Regions from separate parts of the Hordeum vulgare genome. Here region 1 is linked to region 2. The links are chromatin contacts, called in public Hi-C maps. All regions are on one chromosome and are shown on one strand. Each heading gives the region's core, a stretch centred on a gene start, on an enhancer-like site or on the middle of the called end of the contact. The rest is flanking DNA. Distances are from core to core; before and after follow the strand shown. Region 1 holds the start of LOC123439193 (probable serine/threonine-protein kinase WNK2). Region 2 has its middle 37 kb from the start of LOC123404261.

Region 1 (4,409 bases), core at 1,325-3,824, 140 kb before region 2:
CCACCCCGGGGAAGCCCATAGGCCTTGGGGGAGACACACCAGCCCTTAGTGGGCTGGTGGGACAGCCCACAAGTGCCCTATGCGCCAAGGAGAAGAAAATCAAGAGAGAAAGAAAAAAAAAGGAGGTGGGAAGGAAGGGGGACTCCCTCCCACCAAACCTAGTCCAACTCGGTTTGGGGGGGGGGGGGGAGAGTCCTCCCCCTTGGACTCGGCCGACCCCCTTGAGCCCCAAGGCAAGGCCCCCTCCCTCCCACCTATATATACGGAGGTTTTAGGGCTGATTTGAGACGACTTTTCCACGGCAGCCCGACCACATACCTCCACGGTTTTTCCTCTAGATCGCGTTTCTGCGGAGCTCGGGCGGAGCCCTGCTGAGACAAGGTCATCACCAACCTCCGGAGCGCCGTCATGCTGCCGGAGAACTCTCCTACCTCTCCGTCTCTCTTGCTGGATTAAGAAGGCCGAGATCATCGTCGAGTTGTACGTGTGCTGAACGCGGAGGTGCCGTCCGTTCGGTACTAGATCGTGGGACTGATCGCAGGATTGTTCGCGGGGCGGATCGAGGGACGTGAGGACGTTCCACTACATCAACCGCGTTCTCTAACGCTTCTGCTGTACGGTCTACGAGGGTACGTAGATCACTCATCCCCTCTCGTAGATGGACATCACCATGATAGGTCTTCGTGCGCGTAGGAAATTTTTTGTTTCCCATGCGACGTTCCCCAACACATAGTCCTTGATATTCTTCTTCGAAGGAGGTCGTTCGCTCGACCTTGCTTCTTGGAACCGCCGTGGAGGTGGGCAAATGGCATGGGACCCGCACAGAGATAAAAATTGTAGGTTGGGTTGGAGCTCATCATTGATATGGTGGCCGTGGAGAGACTTTGGCGCATGCTATGGAGGTTGTTTGTTAGTCTTCATCACCGGTCCATCAATATTTTTGGGGAAACGACGAACTCTCTTCTTCCTCCCAGCCCAAGAGCCAAAGGGGAGGCAATGAAGCTTCTATTTAGAGTCCGTCACCAACCTGATAGAACTATTATGATAACAGAATCTTAGCTTTTGCACAAAGGACCCACAACCAAGAAGTAAAATTACAATTGAGACCGAAGAATCAACTCAGCTTGAAACCAACGTCTGTCACCTGCCCCCGCTGTCACCACAACAAGCGTTGAATGAAAATGACACATATCACATTTTCACCCGAAGTCCACGTGGTTCCATCACTAACCACAAACTTTTCGTATCTCCAGGGTAGCTCACAAAAGGAAAATCCATTGTTCCAGAAAGAATTTAATCAGGCAACACCCCCGGACATGCCATTGAGCTCTAAATGTGGCATCCTTGCGTGATGACATCGAAGAGGAAACCAGATCCGCCAGCCACCAACCATGAACCCAATACATGATCCATCGTCTTCCAGCTGTCGCCGGACATAGATCACCGTCCTCATCCTCTTTTGAACTAACTCCCGAGCTCGGCACAAGTGACAGAGCAAAACCCGTTCAGCAGGGTAGCTCGACGACGCAAGTCCACCACAGGGATGTTGCCACCACAACATCCCCTTTTCAACAAACCACCATCAAGACCCCATCACCGACCAGAGAAACAGAACGCCACGCTGAAGGATGGTTTGGACTACTTTTATTCACGGCTACCGTCACCGTAGCCGGAGCCAAGACGTGTCGAGTGACCGACCGAAAACCAACACTATAGGTACACGGGTCCGCATGACCCCCTCACCCTCGACGACTGGAAGGTTATCAATGCAGGAAAGCCGTCGGAAGGCTGGTAGCACCACACGAGATCTAGATTGCCTTTCTTTTCTTCCGGAGAAAGAAAGAAAAGAATCTTTTTATCTGACTGGAAAGTTTACAAAGTAATTTGAGGGGAATTATTATAATTTTTTTGAGGGGTAAGACCAATTTTATTCATCAAAAGCCACATTTAGTGGGATACAAAGCGGATCATGGGGTTGTCCCAGCCAAATGTGTCGCCCCGGACCCAAAGCAAGCGGATACTTGGCTAGTTTATGTGCTTCAGTATTAGCAGCACGACCTTCAAAAGAAAAATTACAATGAAAAAGAGTAGCGCTAAGGGAAATTTCATGGACTATGGAGCCGTTCCGCCCTTTTGCACCCTTCTTTATATCTGCAACCGTTTGCTTGGAGTCAGAAGCTATGATGACTGATACGTCTTCGTCGTATGTACTTTTTTAAACTCTTTTGCCCTTGTTTTGGACTCTAATTTGCATGATTTGAATGGAACTAACCCGGACTGACGCCGTTTTCAGCAGAATTACCATGATGTTGTTTTTTGCATAAATAAAAGATTTTTTCTGGATTTAAGGTTTCATTAGGGACATTGAGCAGACCCTTGATTTCCCCTTGAACATTTCCCGGCACCCCCTATCTGAAAAAGATGGGTGATTTGGCAACGTTAATATGGAGTGAACGGTAAAATCATACTCCCTCCGTCTCAAAATAAGAAACCGGTTTTCCCGGACTCGGTACGGCCCGTAAATGGGCTAAAAGCGAGCAGGCTTTTGCAGCCTCGGACGGAGGAACAAAAAAATCTCCACTTGCGGCCTCGCCCACGCCCACGGCCACGGCCAGAGTTCCCCATCACTCCGACGGACCACCATTTCTGCCAGCTCTCCCCTCTCCATTCAGATCGCCGTGACCGTGACTCAGCCGCCATGGGCGCCACAAAGCCTGCTCCCGCCGCGAGACTCCTGTGACCCCAACCACCCACCGCCCCGCCCCGCCCCACCCCTCCCTCAACCGCGGATCGCCGGGCGGGGACATGCCTCCCACGCCGCCGCCGGAGACGGACGCCGAGCCGGAGTTCGCCGAGGTCGACCCCACCGCCCGCTACGGACGGGTAACGATCCGACCTCCTCCACCGCCCATTCATTCCCTCTCCCCACCCCCCTCCACGCGACCCCGTCCTCAACACCTGCTGATCCGGCGGACGGCGCCCCCTGTTTCGTTTCTTTGATTTGATGCAGTACACGGAGGTCCTCGGCAAGGGCGCGTTCAAGACGGTGTATCCTTTCCGCGCCGCTCGATTCGTTTCCCGGGGGCCGTTTGACTCCTCCTGGTTGGCCAAGATTCGGTTTTTTACCCGGTCCACGGGGCCCTTTCGCTGTTCGAAACAGTCGCGCGTGCACTGTGATGCGTTGATAATCTGCTCAACTTTTGGTATCTATATGTGCCTAGTATGTCAGGGGTTTCAATGATATCTATCTCCTCTGTGCGAAAACCCGTGATTTCTTCCTCGTTTAGATGGGAGTTTAGCTGGCATTGACCTGCTGTGATTGCTCGAGTTTTTTTTGTATATAATGGAAGAATAATCGCAAGACCTCTGCGGTCGACACGACCCAGCTCTGATTCCATTTGTCACCTGAAAGTTTCCATTTCCTGCTGCGCATTGGCTGGCATACAGTAGTTGCTGTCCTTCTATGAATGATATGACTTTCCCATATGCCTTCTGATGCATTGAATTCTGCTTAAGTTTGGTATTATTGCCTGCTATCTACGGTGGGTGGGTGAATGCTATCTACCCTCTGCAGAAACCTGCCATTTCTTCTTCTTCGCCTGAATGTGAATTTAGCTTGCATTAACCTGCTGTGATTACTTGTCATTTTTTTTCTTCGTATTTCTGATTTTTTTTTTCTGTCTGGGGTTGTTTGCCTTGTCCTGCTTGGTTAAGATTCAATTTTCACAAAGTCCGCGCAAGCTTTTGCAATCTGCAACGGTCTCATATGCCCAGTGATGTGTTGATTTCGGCTGTAGTTTTGGTATTTACGTCTGCTATTTCTTCTTCGTTTGAATGGGATTTTAGCTGCCATTGACCTGCTGTGATTCCTGGATATTTTTTTTTATAATGGAAGAATAATCTCCCATCCTCTGCACCCTACAGTGTGCACACAAGACACGCCCCAGCTGCAACTTCTGGATGCATTTGTTGTTTCAAAGTTTCCATTTCCTGCTGTGCATTTGGTTGGCATACACTCGTTGATGTCCTTCTGAGAATGATGATATGGCAATTATATATGCCTAATTTTGACTGAATTCGAGTTTTCATTACTTGGCTGTGTTGTCACTTGTGTGGAAGGTTTGCTGACTGTATGTGCATAACTGTCGCCACTCTTTGACAAATTGAGATGCTCAACACTAAATCGTGCCGTTTTAGTGCAAGTTTCGAGCTGTACTTTCTGTTTTCGATGTTAATTGTTGACAAAGCTTGTATAACCACACATTTTTATTGCATGTTTCTGATGTTGTCAAGGTTATGTAGTTTTCATGTGAGCAATTCATTTGGTTGTGCTTGTGCAATCCTGATGCAACAGCGTGACAAGTAGTTTAGATGTTCCAACTTGCAGTCTTGCATGCTATGTCCAGAGC
Region 2 (3,817 bases), core at 821-3,320:
CATGAATTCGTAATTTTTTTATGTTTTGAAATTTATTCACAATTCAGAAAATGGTCTCAGTTACAAAATTTCAGATTCTGAAAAATGTACCCATTTTCAAATATTATTTTCGAAATTTAGGAAATGTTCTTGTTTTAAAAAAACTCCCTCATTGTCAGAAAACCAAACAGAATTTTTAAATTTTGCTCACAAATAAGAAATATGTTCCTGTTCTTTTACAATTTGTTCACAATGAAAAAAATGGTCACACTTTTATATTATTGTCAACGAATTTGAATTTTTTTTCTTGTTTTAATATTTTTTACAATTTGAAAAATGTTCGCAGTTTCAAAATTTGTTTGCCGATTCGAACATGTTCACATTTTGAAAAATAATCCGCTTTTCAGTTTTTTGTTTTGAAACTTAATTTTTTATTTTTAAACTTATTTTTTTATCATTTTCAAAAAACCAATCACAATTTTAAAATTTTGTTCACGAATTAGAAATATGCTTTTTTCTTTTAAATTGTTCGCACTTCCAAATTTGTTTAGGATTTTTCAAAATTGTTCTCGGTTCCAAATTTCTTATCAAGAATCAAAAAATGTTCGTACTTTAAAAAATTGGTTGGGTTTTCTAAAAACTTTTTGCTGTTTCCAAATTTTGTTCTCAAGATTCAAAAATTGTCGTGCTTTCAAAAATTGTTCGCTCTTCCAAATTTGTTCAGGATTATTCAAAAATTTTCTCCTTTTCAAAATTTGTTCTCAGAATTCAAGAAAATTTTATACTTTCAAATTTGTTTGGGGTTTTTCAAAATCGTTCTCCTGCTGAAAATTTTATTGCCAAGATTCAAAAAATGTTCGTGCTTTGAAAATTGTTTGCGGTTTCAAATTTATTCCAAATTTTTCAAAATTGTTCTTCATATTCTAATTTTTTTTTCTTCAAATAGAAAAAGGAAAGGAAAATGGAAACAAGAAATATCAATAAAAAGGAAATAAAACAGAAAAGAAAAAAGTAGCAGAAAAAAAGGAAACGAAGCTGGCAAAAGTAGGTAGGACCCTGTGCGGCGTAGGTAGGACCTATTATTCGGGATCATCTATACACCGCTCAGTGCGGCAAGTAGTCGCTGTTTCACACTTTTTGAAAAATGTTCCGTATTTTTTTACTTTAAAGTTTCTTTTTCAAAAAATGTTCCGGGTTTTCATAAAATGGTCTTCAAATTCGGAAAATGATTTTCTTTTTCGAAAATGTTTCGGAATTTCAACCAATGTTCGGAATTTTCAGAAAAAATGTTAATAATTTCAATTTTTTTGAACAATATTTCGAAAACATTTTGCTTGACAATTTGTTCGCATTTTTAAAAATTGTTCACAGTTTCAAAAATGTTAATATTTTTATAAAATAATTGGGAAATTCAACTTTATTTTATTTTCATAAAAAATGATAAAAAGAAAAAAGAAATAAAAACGAACCAAAGTTTAAAAAAAGAAAGGAAATAAACAGAAAAGGAAAAAGAAAAGAAATAAGCAGAATAGAAAGGGTCGGTCCAGTCGAGCGATTGCCCTGTGCAACCAAAGGACTCCCGCAGAATGCCACAGGTAGGAGATCGCCTGTTATTCGGCGCCATCAGCGACGGTTAGGGAAACCAGTAGATGCAGCGCTTTTCTTCATGGGCTGTCCATGTAAAAATGTGTTGGTCATTAAAATTTTGAAAAAAGTTCACCGAATTTCAAAAAGTTCCGATTTGCAAAACAAATTCAATTATTATGAAAAAACGTTCACCAACTTTTGAAATATTTTCATGGATTTTCAAACAAATTACAGAATTTGAAAAACAAATCATCGATTTTGAAAAAAGTTCATCAATTTTTAAAAACAGTTGACTGATTTTGAAAAATGTTCATGAATTTGAAATTATGTTCATAGATTTTTGGAAAGGCTCACATATTTACAGATAATATTCATCGATTTTTAAAAAAGTTCGCCGATTTCACAAAGAGTTCACGGGTTAAAAAAAGTTCATGATGGATGGACCGACCCATTGCGGAGCGCTGCAGGCGCCGGTTAGCAAATTTGACTTGTAACCAGCGCCTGTGGCGCTAAATAGGGTCCCGGCGATTGATTTGAATTGTAAGCGAGGAGCGACCCCGGGTCAAACCAGCGCAGCCCATTCATGCCTTTTACAAGGCCTTGTAGTCCATTATACATAGGAAAAAAATAAACTACTACATCTGAAGTATTTTCGTGTATAATAAGTATGAACTATTACACAAAAAAGCAAAACATGCCATCATATATGAATGATGCATGAAATATTCATAATAAATGCCATCTTCTTATAATAAAAATATTCATCCTCTATTCCTCTTATAGAAATAAAAGTCACATCCTCTTATAATAATGAACGTCATCCTTTTCATAATAAGTGCCATTCTCATTCTTAAAAATGTTGTGATAAAAGAATGCTGTCCTCTTATAATAAAAAACATTCTGTCATCTTATAATAAAAAAATCCATCCTCACTATAAAAATGCCATGATAAAAAACAACCAACACGTACTAAACCTCCATGTATATTGCTGTTGGTTATCATACACCATTAATATATTCATGCTTAACTTGTCTACCTACAACCTTATACGAGAGAGATTTTTAACAAAATATGAGAGAGAATGATGAGAGTTAGATAGATAGAGAGAGCACCGGTATAATATATTCTTACTGCTTTATGGACAACTCGTTAATGCCGCAAGATTTTGTTGTGGATTCCTAAGTAGCATCCACATAGCAAAGAAGTTAACAATTCAAATACATGGTTAAAAAAACAGCTACTATTTTTTCAATAGATAAGATTCTCATGAATTAAAAATATATTCAACGATTCAAAATTTTTCCATTATTTAAAAATCATACATTTGTAAAAATAATTATAAATTTCAATTTTTTCACTCTTTGAAAATTATTCATAATGTTTTTAAATATTCAATATTTTTAGGAAAACAAATGAAAATAAATACCATAAAGTGAACACACAATAAATAATTTTTTTTGAAATAAAAAAACCGGTTGAAAAAGTATTTGAAAATATGGAACATAATGAGTAAAAGTTGAAGTCGGAAGGCGAAAAAAAACATCCAAAATGGGCCGATCCATGCCACACGAGGGTTACAAAAATCTTACGTTTTGACAATATTTTCCCTACAAGTAAAGAATGGATGGTCTTTCAGAGGTACTCACAGAGGTAGGGTATGTATACATGCATCCAGAGATGTGAGTATATATACGTGTCTGTGGACATCTACGTTTGTACCATGCTTTCTAAAAAACAAAAAAGACAAACTATTTCTCGCCCACTACGACATGTAAAACGAACTAGACTACACACTGTTTGTTATGGCACTACTTGAGTGTTTTTTATGGCACTACTTGATTTGTTAGTTAAGTTAGCATAAACCATCTCATGGTAGGTTCGATCACATGTTCTCATGTTTTTTTCTCATTTATTTTAGCATGTACTTTCTTCTCTCATATTTCACTTCGTCTTCCATCTTTTTTATTTCTCTTTAATTTTGTATTAATTCTTTTAGGTTTATGTTTCTTTCTAGTTTTAGTTTTTTTCCATTTGTTTGTATTGTTTGTTAATTGTTTAGTATTTTTTATAATGCTCGCACAATTTCAGTTTTATGGAGAATATGTGAGCACTAGTTTGATGGAAAGTTTTGAGAATACGTGAACACTTTTTTATTGCATTAAAAGTTTCTTGAAAAAATGTGAATTCTTCAACATTTTAAATATATGGTATTTTTAATACACAATTAACTTATTAGGTATGATGAATATT

What was found. A called contact is a pair of places that touch in the nucleus more often than the background predicts.
Region 1: a contact with region 2 is called in a Hi-C map of leaf, with 2.5 times the contacts expected there. The contact joins the promoter of LOC123439193 here to the enhancer-like site in region 2. A contact is called at or near these places in 3 of 6 Hi-C or Micro-C datasets (leaf and seedling).

What each region holds. Positions count from the first base shown.
Region 1 is chr1H:8,878,235-8,882,643 of MorexV3_pseudomolecules_assembly, reverse strand. It overlaps LOC123439193 (probable serine/threonine-protein kinase WNK2), which reads left to right and starts at 2,574. Exons shown (of 9, transcript XM_045115969.1): 1 at 2,574-2,883; 2 at 3,011-3,048. The coding sequence starts at 2,806.
Region 2 is chr1H:8,739,069-8,742,885 of MorexV3_pseudomolecules_assembly, reverse strand. No RefSeq gene overlaps it. Among protein-coding and RNA genes, the nearest start is that of LOC123404261, 37 kb to the right of the region's middle. Within about 2 kb of position 2,070, at least 2 of the 3 cell types and tissues checked have open chromatin away from gene starts, as enhancers often do. A contact at or near this core is called in leaf, where this site is marked.